Linked DNA regions of Gossypium hirsutum: all the other regions are linked to region 1. A link is a contact called in public Hi-C data. All regions are on one chromosome and are shown on one strand. Each heading gives the region's core, a stretch centred on a gene start, on an enhancer-like site or on the middle of the called end of the contact. The rest is flanking DNA. Distances are from core to core; before and after follow the strand shown.

The links. Hi-C and Micro-C count contacts between places; a contact is called where the count stands out from the background.
Region 2: a Hi-C map of fibers shows a contact between it and region 1, with 2.2 times the contacts expected there. The contact joins the promoter of LOC107891980 here to the promoter of LOC107891978 in region 1. A contact is called at or near these places in 6 of 34 Hi-C or Micro-C datasets (callus, fibers, leaf and 1 more).
Region 3: a Hi-C map of leaf shows a contact between it and region 1, with 2.0 times the contacts expected there. The contact joins the promoter of LOC107891983 here to the promoter of LOC107891978 in region 1.

The regions. Positions count from the first base shown.
Region 1 is chrD09:26,299,959-26,303,837 of Gossypium_hirsutum_v2.1, reverse strand. LOC107891978 reads left to right here and starts at 1,577. Exons shown (of 3, transcript XM_016816919.2): 1 at 1,577-2,482; 2 at 3,420-3,879. The coding sequence starts at 2,321.
Region 2 is chrD09:25,946,834-25,950,689 of Gossypium_hirsutum_v2.1, reverse strand. LOC107891980 reads left to right here and starts at 1,604. Exons shown (of 9, transcript XR_005918586.1): 1 at 1,604-2,084; 2 at 2,488-2,880; 3 at 2,978-3,080.
Region 3 is chrD09:25,878,243-25,882,632 of Gossypium_hirsutum_v2.1, reverse strand. LOC107891983 (PR5-like receptor kinase) reads left to right here and starts at 1,346. Exons shown (of 5, transcript XM_016816931.2): 1 at 1,346-2,022; 2 at 2,207-2,313; 3 at 2,410-2,439; 4 at 2,750-3,914; 5 at 4,390. The coding sequence starts at 1,346. The coding sequence ends at 3,900. It overlaps LOC107891984 (rust resistance kinase Lr10), which reads right to left and starts at 907. Exons shown (of 5, transcript XM_016816935.2): 1 at 779-907; 2 at 380-664; 3 at 8-277. The coding sequence starts at 806.

The DNA.
Region 1 (3,879 bases), core at 328-2,827:
TCAAATTATACGTTGAATGATCTTTAAAAGTTGTTTAAAAGTTTTTGTTTTTCTTGAGAAAAGATAGATCCTCCTTAAGAATGGATTATTCCAACCTAAAAGAAGATAATATTTTTAAAAGTAATTTTGATATTAAACAATTAGACAAGATCCGGCCGTAGTAGATATGTTACAATATTTTTTCTACCTTTATCTAGGAGTTTTTTTGTTTAATTAAATCTTTAATCAAACCCAACCCAAGTTAAAAGGAATAATTTTCAAGCTTGATGCCATCAACCAAATTACCTTTCCATTTAAAACAAATTTAATATTGCACATTATACTAATAAAAATCATTATCAAACCAAATTTATTAAATTAAGATAACGTGGTAATAGCTCAAAAAAAGCTTTAAACAAATAGTTATTAAAGGAGATGGTGCTGCAATTATTAAGAAACGCCAAAATAATTGAACATGACATACCTAAATATATTAACTCCAACTCTTTTTTGACACATGACCAGATCAGCAAATTTGATGTTTTGACTTTTTTCACTATACCTTTTTACTGAAAGCAATTATTGAATAATTTATGGTTCATTTAATCAAAGGGTGAATCTAACTTAAAAGGTTTGGAATTTGTTTGTTGGAAAGTATAATGCACTGTTAATTCACGTTATTCGGAATGGTTTAGCAGCGGTTAGTAATGTTGGCGAAATCAGGATGATTCACTAATGATGTATTAAAATTTGGTAAGTAAATTTTCTGCATTTTATAAGGGACAGTAATAAAGCTGTTGATTGTCTATTTAAGATAATGGGAGATGGAATTGATCGGATAGTGGTCCTTTTTGATCCACCGTATTATGTGAGATATTTGTTGGAGGAGAATATTCATTGTTCACTGCTAGAAGTAGATGAAATACATTAGCTTCACTCGAATTTTAGGCATTTCTTAAGCTTTATTTTCTACCAAAAAAAGTTTGGAATTTGTTTAATTATTTATCTAAAAATAAAAGAAGGAAGGTTGACTTACCCCGGTATAAAATTTTTAATATTTTAATGATTTAACAGTTGAATTTATCGATATAATTATATTTGTCATACATATAAATTTTCGAATTGATCTAATATCTCTATCATCTCGATCTAAAATACTTTATATATTGATATATATTCAACAGTTAATTTTTTTTATAAAACAAATCGTTAGAAAATTTTAATTTACATCAAATTTGATATACATAATTTATATGAATGAAGTGTTAAATCTAATAATAGAATTATTAAGATATTAATCGTACAAAAAATACAAAAGGATATAAGTGAATCCCTCTCTAAAAAAAATACTATATATGATTATTTTAAATTTGGTATTCATATCTGTTTTTAGGATTCATATTTAAAATTCGTGATTATCCTTCTTAACAATGATGTCGTTTATATGATTTAGAGTACATGTATTATATATTTTTATATACCATCACTAATTTATTATTTATTTTGATACCATCATTGTAGTTATATTTTGATACAAGCAATGAGGCCAAATAAGGAAGAAGTATATTATAGACAAGCAAGTTAGAAGTTACAACTTGTGTTCTAGTTTAATCAAATTTCCATTTATTTTTTATTTGCTGTCATGTTCTTTGCATTATTGTCCTACATTAAATTTCCCAATAAAAAGAAGCCCCCCAAAAGAGTACGCATTCTTCTATTTCTTTATACAGTTAAAAAAATAGCAGGACACTGTCCATGATGTCCTTTATCATCAGTACTTTTCAGTGAGGTTCAAGGGTTTTATTTTCCTTTTTTTTTATATAAAAAAGAACTTGTATTTTTAAATAAAGAATCTAAAATTTAAAATTAAAACTATTTAATAAAATATTTATTGTTCAAAATAATATTTATTATGTAATTAAAATTAAAAATTGAATTTAACCCTTTTTTTACACCCCATGGTATCCGAAATCACATTGAGTTTCGAGCCGACAGTGATTGGTTCAATTGATAAGATTTGGTTCTTACAGGGACTGCCTCCGGATTATATGCTGTCGAGTTATTTTTGGATGCCAGGTTCATATACGATTCTAGTTGAAGTCGGTAACTTAAATAAAAGTTCTAATTGGAATCAATATTCTATACAGTAAATGAGTTTTGCAGTTATATATATAAATAAGCAGAGTTTTTGAGATCTCTGTCAGTAAAATTAGCTTATAGGGCTTGTAGAAGGGAATAGAGATTTGTTTGATAATTGGCAAATAATCGATTGCATTTTCTTGTTTGTGTTACCGGCTAAGGATCCTCAAACCTCGCAGAAGAAGGAAGAAAAAGAAGAATCATGGAACAAGATAAGTTGGATTACGTACTGGTTCCATTGGGACTGCTGCTGCTTTCTCTCTATCATCTATGGCTTCTTTGTACCATTATCAAGCACCCTACAAGGACTGTCATCGGCTTAAATGCCCAGTCTCGTCACCAATGGGTTGTCTCCATGATGTCTGTCAGTCTCTCTCTCTCTCTCTCTCTCTCTTCTGCCATTTGTTATTTAGATTAATTTTGAGTAATGGGTTCTTTTCAAAGTTTTGGAATTTCTGTACCTATGGGATCAAAACCTGTTAGGAACATCATTATATTTGTAGGCTGTAGAGTTCTCAACTTTTATATTGTTCTATGACTTTAGGGAGTGAAGTATTTAACTTTGAAGGTGGCCTGATCTGTTTCGTACAAATATCTTACAATCTTTCAGAATGGAAATAATGTAATAACTGTTTAAGTGTAAATCTACTGTTTTGAGTATCACAAAAGCAAGAATAAACGAAAGACACAGTACTTATTATGCTGGTTTCTCTTTGAATTTGCTTTCTTGTGGCTGATTTGGGGAGAGCTTGATGAGCCAATGACTAGTTAAACTTTTGGTGTATTTCCTTCCTTTTGGCTCAATTGGTTAATTGATGCTTTCAATATACTTGCCACTAGAGGTTGAAAAGTTAATAAAAGTCAGAAGAAATGACGAAGAGTTTAATGACTTGAACAAAAAGGAGCGATTACAAATGGTTTGAGTGGAACACATTCAAGTGTAATCATTCCTTATAGAAGTCACATTCAAGTAGTAAAAGTAACAATATTTCTCGTCAATTGCTAAATGTTGATGCTATAGATGCTGTTGTTTCATCAATAGAAAAATAAATAAATATACTTCTGAGCTGCTTGTGAGATTGCAGAAACAGATAGCTCCCAAATCACGACATGCCTTTTTGTTGTCTCTCTTTTAATGAGCTTAACATGATGATTTGTAGTTCTTTTATTAAAAGAATGTAGCATCCTTCGCTGGTCTGAATTTGATAAATCCAGAACACATTACAATATGGAAACATTTTCTGTTTCCATAGAATGTCACTGTGCTTGTACTAAGCATGATATTGTCGTTGATGTTTCAGGATCCGTTGAAAAATGGTGTTCTAGCAGTACAAACAATACGCAACAACATAATGGCGTCGACACTTTTGGCCACGATAGCAATCACTCTCAGTTCACTGATTAGTGTTTTCGTTAGCAGCAGCTCAGACTCTGGCAACACAAGTTCCGAAATAGTTTTTGGGAACAAGACTCGCCTACTGTCTTCCATCAAGTATTTTTCCATCTTGTTGTGTTTCCTTGTTGCTTTTCTTTGCAATGTGCAGTCTATTAGATACTACGCCCATGTAAGCTTCTTGGTCACGCTCTCTTCACCCATAGACAACATGGAGACTGTTGAGTATGTTGCAAGAAACTTAAACAGAGGAAGTTATTTCTGGTCACTTGGACTGCGAGCCTTCTACTTATCCTTCTCTCTATTGCTATGGATCTTTGGGCCTATACCCATGTTTCTTTGCAGCTGCATGATGTCTTTCCTTCTCT
Region 2 (3,856 bases), core at 355-2,854, 350 kb after region 1:
ACATAAAAATAAAAATAAAAAAGCTAAAAATGGACCAAGTTGAACTTAAAAAACAAAAAATGGGGTAGATTTCGAAAATAAATAAAAAAGGACAAACTTGAATGTACGAACAACAATAGGGGACTAAAAGGGAAAATAATCCCGCCCCCAAAACGCTGCGCCGCAATGGAGACTATTTTGAAACAAAAATAAGATGTGCGGCCACATTTAGAAGAAACAAAAACTGATTTAAAAAAACGATTTTAAAAATTAAAGGACCAAATTCGGAAATGGACCATTCAGGCTAGAACGCGCGGACCCTATTTGCGGGTCGGGTCAACGCGCGGGTCTGGGCATTAAAACGGCGCCGTTTTTTTCTTAGTTTTAATTAAACAAAACAAAGCAAAAAAAAATCATTTTATTCTTTTTTTAAAACCATGGCACTGCTAGGGTTTCTTCTTAACCCATTTTGCGCCGCCGTTCGCCTGTGCCAATGCTCCGATCGCGACGGAGATGGCAACAATCCGGCAACTTCGACGAAAAAGGTAAGATCTCTTCTCTCCTTTCTTTATATTTTGAGCAAACAAATGATCTAAAAAAATGACGAACATTAAACGAAGATAGAACGAAAAAATCACCTTTATTCAAAGAACAATTTTTTGTATCTCTCCTTTAATTTTTTTCTCTGTATATCTTAGTATCTCCCCCCCCCTTTCACTGATCTTTCACGGCTTTAAATAGCCGAAATGGAAAAGAAAAAAATGAACAAAATCAAAAGAAATTATTCTGTTTTTTGTTGTTGTTTTGTTCCCTTTTCTTCGTTGTATTGTTTGCGTTTGTTGCTGCAGGTACTGCTGGCGTACGGAGCGCGCTTGCGGAGGGGTGGTGAGCAGGGTGATGCGGCGCTGGGGCAAAAGCTGTTAGGGTTCTTTTTTTTTTGGGTTAAGGCTGATATGGGCTTGGGTAAATTGGGCCTTAGATAGGTTTAGGCCTACTATTACAAAAACTGAACTGACTGCCTGCTTTGTTTTGTGCGGGCCCGGGCCAATTTGGCCTGTTACAGTGATGATAGAGAGGTGGAGACATCGTATGGTTGAAATAAATTTGGAGGCAGATTCAGATTTTTGTTTAGAATGTGTTGTTGGGAATGAGTACAAAGGTGAGCCAATTTTGGAATGTAGCATTTTCTTCACATTTCAGTTATCAATTTATGAACACAAGCTTTCCCAACTCAATTACGAAATCTAAATCTTTTTGGCAAATTTGTATCCAACAAGTACATCAATGCCTCCACTCCACTCCAACATGACAACATCACTCACTTCCAACACAAACTTTCCCATTCATCTAACACAAACCTTGTCTATTTTCACTTTCTTTCCGCAAAAATTGTTGTAAAATTTCATATTTGTTAAAAATTTATTTTTCTATTATTATTTACATCTATTAATCATATTAATTTTTTATATAAATTATCTCTTTTTATTATATTATTAAATGGGTGTCAAAAGCTAACCAAACCAATTAATTAAATTAAGAATAGATGGAACAATTAAAAATTTTTGAATTGGATTTAATTTAATATGAATATTTAATTCTGATGTTATAATTTCTAAAAAAAAGGAATGTCTATTTTTTTTTTATAACATTGACGGCATAATTTATGGGCTGAGTAGCCAAACTTTTCCCGCAATATTCAAAACACCACAAATACAAAAGAAACTAAATTAAGAATAGAAAGAAAATTTCATATTCATACAATGATGCTTCTCCCATTCCAATCCATTCTTCATTTCGATTCCCTCAATCCTTCCCGCTCCGACCCTGTACCCGAATTCCCATATTCATTTCGCCGCAGGAGGACCCGGTCGCCTGCTCTTACCAAAGCTGCATTCAAGAGAAACGTAGACTACAAGAATGATAAGGAGAAGAAGCCAAATATCTGTACTGCTGACGAGCTTCACTACGTTCATGTAGACAAATCGGAATGGAAGGTGGCTCTTTGGAGATACCTTCCTTCTCCACAGGCACCAACCAGGAATCATCCATTGATGCTTTTGTCAGGCGTAGGAACCAATGCTATTGCTTACGATCTTTCCCCTGAGGTTAGCGTTTTCTTTCTTCTCATTGCATTGCATGCAACTAATATCACGAGGTTTTTTGTTTTTCTTACTGAGATTATGATTCTTAAAGCTAAGACCTTGTCTGGGTTCGTTTTTGTTTCTCTCGTTGAATTATTTCTGTTGGTGAACCCTTGATGGGTTTGTAATTTTCTAAACCTCATAGCTTTTATGGGTTTCTTTTTGTTATTAATTTTTTAGCTTTTAATTGTATTTCTCGGTGTTCTTAACTTTTCTTCCATTGGATTGTGGTTTCGTAGCTTATGGCTTTGTGGGGTTATGCTTGTTCTGTTTATAGAGTTTCTTCCATTGGATTGTCATTTCTAGGCTTTTAGCTTTCTTGGGGTTCTTGTTTTTAAGTCTATTGATGATGCAAATTCATGTTCAGTCCTCGTTCGCACGCTTCATGTGCGGTCAAGGATATGATACCTGGATTCTTGAACTCAGAGGTGCTGGATTGAGTACACAAGGAATGGATTTTGGACAATATAAAGACCCTTTAGATTCTATTTCTCAGAGGAAAGATTTTTATGGTAAGGGTACAGATTATAAGAGTTTTTCAGAAACAGAAAAAAGATATGCTTTTTCCAGTCAAATTACGGATTTAGTTGAAAAGCTTGTAAATATAATTGAAGAAGCTGAAAGATCATCTCCAGTACGTTCTTTTGATATGCAAAACAGCATTTCTACAGCACTAAAAGATATGCAGAAACAACTTGATCTTATTTCCAAGTATGATTGGGACTTTGACAACTACCTAGAAGAAGACGTCCCTGCTGCGGTGAGGTGCCATCCCTTATGCGATGCGTACACCAGCTGGCAATTCGTAAGCCATGACAACTAACTTGAGTATTGTTAAACTAAAATTTTTATCTTAGATGGAATACATAAAGGATAAGAGTGAACCAAAGGATGGCAAGTTACTTGCAATTGGTCATTCTATGCGCGGTATCTTGCTATATGCGATGCTATCACGATGTGGTAAGATTCTGTAAAAACTTGCTTGTTCATCTACATTTATGACCTATGTAAAACCTATTACTGCATATCCTTTTGGCTATTACCTTTTTCGTATTGCAAAACAGTTTGCTATATTAACACATAACTGCATGTTTAATTTCTCTGTTCTGTTATGATTAGAATTTATTTAGCATTTTGAAGCTAAGACCAACTTGAATTTCATTTCCTTTGGACACAGTACCGACTGAAATAGACTTGTAAACAGTTTATAATCACTTCTTAGACCGGTTAAACATTTTAACAGCAAATTTATTTATAGATAAAAGAATGGAAAACTTTGTGCACAAATTATGCTGATCTAGGTACTGATAATATTGGTTAAACTCACAAAAGAAAATGCTACGCTTGGTTCAACTATCTGATGCTTGAACTTTTTTATTTTGCTTATTGAGGCTGATCTAAGAGTTCAAACTGTTACGTTTTAATTATCACAGCTAAAGCATGTCAACCAGGATTATTTTGAGTCCTTTATGAGTAGAGCCAATTAATTTTGAACTCTTTAAGGCCCTTAGATGGAATCAAAATCGTTGCTGTATAAGTCCAAAAGAGCTCTATATGTCCCGGTAGGCTACTTGATGGAATAGTTTTATAAGCAATTTAAAAGAAAAAGTTCCTTACATAGTCACAACTTCAAAAAAGAACGTTTGTCTCTCTGGCTGTGTCTCTGTCTCTCTCTCTTTTGATACGTGACATTGCTAGGATCAAAACCTGAACATTGGAACAAAGAGTCTGTCCTC
Region 3 (4,390 bases), core at 97-2,596, 420 kb after region 1:
CATGTACCTGTTTGGGTGCTGGGTTTGGGGGTGTCATAACACTCTGTTTGAGGTGGTGTACTAACATTCTTCAGTCTACAACTTCTTCCTTGTGCTTCACATTCAAGGCACAAGGGTTTGGACCATTGTAAGCGAATACCAAATTCAAAATATCGAGGAACTGCTGAGATGTCAACAAATTTGGTGCAATTGACGAGGTTAAAGTTGTTGCGAGTATCGGAAGGTAAAGCTATAATTGGACAGGCATCGACTCCATAGCTATCTTTGTCTGACTTTTCTGAACAATTGAACAAGGTAATGTTTTGTAGTTGTTCGAAGAATATGAACGGGGATGCTGATAAATTGAGAGAAGGAAGCTGCTGATAGAGGCAAGTCTCACCATCCGGACCAGATACGTCAATTGTCTGTTTTTCGTAATCTATATACTGGACCGCCATCTTCACTGACCGTGGCAGGTGGAGCATGGTCTGTTTATTTTGGGAGCAGGAGAGTTGGAAGCCAGGATCAGGGTAGCCACAGCGCTGGTCTTTTAACCAGAAGGGAAATCGGACAGGTGGGCCGTAGCGTTTGCAGTTTGTGACCTTGCATTTTTCAGAATCTAGTGCTGCTACACCACCTTCATCCACCATCAACATGAAGGCAACAAGGAGAAGGAACATCATCCCTGTTAACTTGGGGTAGGATAAGCTTAGAAAAGCAAAGAGATGTGGTTTGTGGTTTTAGCATTTATTATTGCATGCAGATATCTAAGAAAATTCCAAGCTGCCTGCTTGCCTACCTTTGGATTGGACTGTTTCAAACTGCATACGCGTAAAAAGTAATATATGCCTCAGATCCAGTAAAAAATAATATATGCCTCAGATCCAGTTCAGTTCAATTAATCAAACTACAAAGCACTATAGATGAAAAACCTACAAAGCCAAAAAGAATGGATAAAATTCACTCAGCTGATCAACTCTGAAATGGAAAGGGTATAAGACAGGTGAAATTAGTAGATATCCAAAAAAGCAAAAAGCAAAATGAGGAATGTGGAAGTCAGAGTCAACCAATTTAATTTCAGGTATTAATTGAAGGAAAGAAATTAAACCAAAGACTTGATGCGGTTGGCATGACTGGGCTTTTGTAGTCCTAGTGCTTGGAAAATTCCAAGCTCTCTTGGCCTGATATATTGACTTATATGAACTGCAAACGCGTACACGTACAGCTATACGCTCCCATTGCAATCAAACAAAGCGACCAACATCTTCACTAAACTGTAAACTTCTTTTGGGCAAGTGATTGGGAGGATTTACGTTTATCATCTTCTCGTCATTCTTCTTCTTCTTTTGGCTTATTAAATTCTAACATGTTAACAAAAGTTGCAGCAACATTAGGCTTGCTTTCCCTTGCTGCTTTCTCATTTTTTGAAGCTGTTAATGGTGCAAGACGACTCACAAGTGTAGGCTGTAACCCCTCTTCCTGCGGAAATTTAACCAACATCAGGTTCCCTTTCAGATTAAAAGCCGACCCTCCCCAGTGTGGCCATCCTTCCTATGAACTGATTTGCCAAAATAACCGCACCTTTTTGAGCAACAATTTGGGTTTCTACGTTGCAGGCATCTTTTATGATGGCTCTGGAACAATTCGATTGGTGGATCAGAGTCTGGACGCTAAACAATGCTCCATTCTTCCTAAATCCCCTGTATGCCGAGAAGTTACTGATTTTATCTATTTTGTGAGTTGCCGAGCACCCATGGCCTCTTCTCTCTACGTCGACGCCGCTCCTTGCGCGAACGCCTCCTCTCCCTACCCTTACTTTTATGCTTTATTTAGCGCCGACTCGCTGAACGCCACTGGTTTTGATGAGTCTTGCACCGTGGAAATCCAGGTGCCGAGACCCGTTCGGTTGCAGTCTTCTAACATCAGCGCTCTGCGTCGTCTATCTATTTTCGATATTCACCGGGAGCTTCTCATGGGTTATGACGTGCCATGGGCATGCGCATACACGCCCCGTTCCAGCAACAACATCACACTTGCCAAAATGTAACACTTCACAACAATCAATCAATTTTATGTTGCCAATGTTGTTGAGGGGAGTCTTTGAAGTGTCCACCATACTTCAATAATTGCTCCTAAAGAAATCGAATTTCTCAACAATGATAAATTTCCTTTTTTACTTTATGGAAAAACGAACATTTTATTTATTGAATTAGTCTTTGAAATGTAGATTATGGCGGTTGAAGTTCATCCTCTACAATTACTTCAATAGCTTTCGAATATTTTTTGCCCACGCCTTTCCATCGCAGGACACTTATATTTATTATTACACTTCAAGTATGCTGCTTTTCAGCCTTCCATTAATTTAGTTTGTTGGAATTCCCTTATTTCTTGCTTTAGAATTACTAATCTTCACTCATTTTCACTTGACAGGGACTCAGGTTGTCTTCCTTATTCTAACAGGTGAGAATCAATTTTACCAACACTTTTTTTTTTTTCTAATTATGCGACCATTAATATAATCAATCATTGGTTTTCATTATATAATTATAACTTGTGGATAAAATACATAATTTTTATTTCTTTAATTTCAATTTCTTTCATGGACCTGACATACAATTTTTTTCTATCATCTATAATAACTTAAAAAGTCATTAATTGAGTTTTTAAAGTCAGTGTGGAATCAACATTACTCTAATTCAGATAAAACAAGAATTTTTTGCCTTTATGCTTTTTATGTTGATGCCTTTGTATTACTGATTTTCTTGTACAGGAGTTGCTATTGCTATTAGAACTTTAATCGGGGTTTCAAGCTTGATTATAGTTGTAGTATTTAAGTTTCGCAGAAGACACTTGTGTGTGGATGATACAATTGAAGAATTTCTTCGAATGCAAAACAAGTTAATGCCCATACGGTATTCTTATTCAGACATAAAGAGAATGACAGAATCTTTTAAAGATAAATTAGGGCAGGGTGGTTTTGGATCTGTATTCAAAGGAAAGCTTCGAAGCGGTCATCTTGTTGCAATAAAGTTGTTAGAATTGTCAAAATCTCAAGGTAAAGATTTTATCAATGAAGTTGCTACCATTGGAAGGATTCATCATGTTAATGTGGTACGACTTGTTGGTTTTTGTGTAGAAGGATCGAAACAAGCTCTTGTTTATGATTTTATGCCAAATAGTTCTTTAGATAAGGTCATATTTTCAAAAGAAAAGGACATCAGTTTGAGTTGGGAAAAAGTATTTGAGATTGCGATCGGAGTGGCTCAAGGAATAGAATACTTGCACCAGGGATGTGATATGCAGATTTTACATTTTGATATCAAACCACATAACATTCTTCTAGATGAAAACTTCACCCCAAAAGTCTCAGATTTTGGTCTTGCAAAATTGCATGCTATAGATAACAGTATAGTGTCTCTCACTGCAGCACGAGGTACTCTCGGATATATTGCTCCAGAATTGTTTTACAAGAACATTGGGAATATCACACATAAGGCTGATGTTTACAGTTTCGGAATGTTGTTAATGGAAATGGCAGGAAGGAGAAGGAATTTGAATGCACAAGCCAGACAATCTAGTGAAATATATTTTCCTTCTTGGATTTATGACCGATTTGATAGAGGGGAGGATTTAGAAGTCGAAGATGCCACTGAGAGCCAAAAGAAAACTGTAAGGAAAATGATCATAGTTGCTTTCTGGTGTATACAAATAAAGCCTGCAGATCGTCCTTCGATGAGTGAGGTTTTGGAAATGCTTGGAGGCGATGTTGAGCTCCTTGAAATACCTCCAAAGCCATTTCTATTATCTATGGAAAGATCATCTGAGGACTTTGAAGATGAGCTCACCACATCAGCCGATGATGCTACTACTATCATGAGCATGGAAGGGGCAGAGTATAATATTCATAGCTCAAATGACTGACTGACTGAGTTAGAGTAAGAATTTCCCTTCTTTCTCTTTGCTATCCTTTTTTTGTTTGCACTTATCACTTGATCTTTAGCCTGTTAATAAGGTTCAAATTCTGAAACTTCCATAAATTTGGTTTATGAAATCCCTATATAGAATAATCATGTTTTTATCTTTTAAGAGCTTACAAGTAGAATACTAATAGCAAATAATGCAGTTATGATCAACTAGAACCAGAGTAAATTCAATAGAAAGCGCAACAAAGTGAAAATTGGAATATTTTCAGATAAGGTGTACATGTAGTAGGACATAAAAACTAGAATAATTTTGAGAGAGAACTCACATATAACATATAGTGAGATTGGAATCTCTCAAGGCTTTAGCTTTTATTAACACTTTCAAAGCTATTGCATGAAACCAAACTTTACACTGTCAAATCCTTACATATGTATATAGAATATATACTCCTTATTCTCTCAACTTGTTTCTTCTGTGGATATTCAGG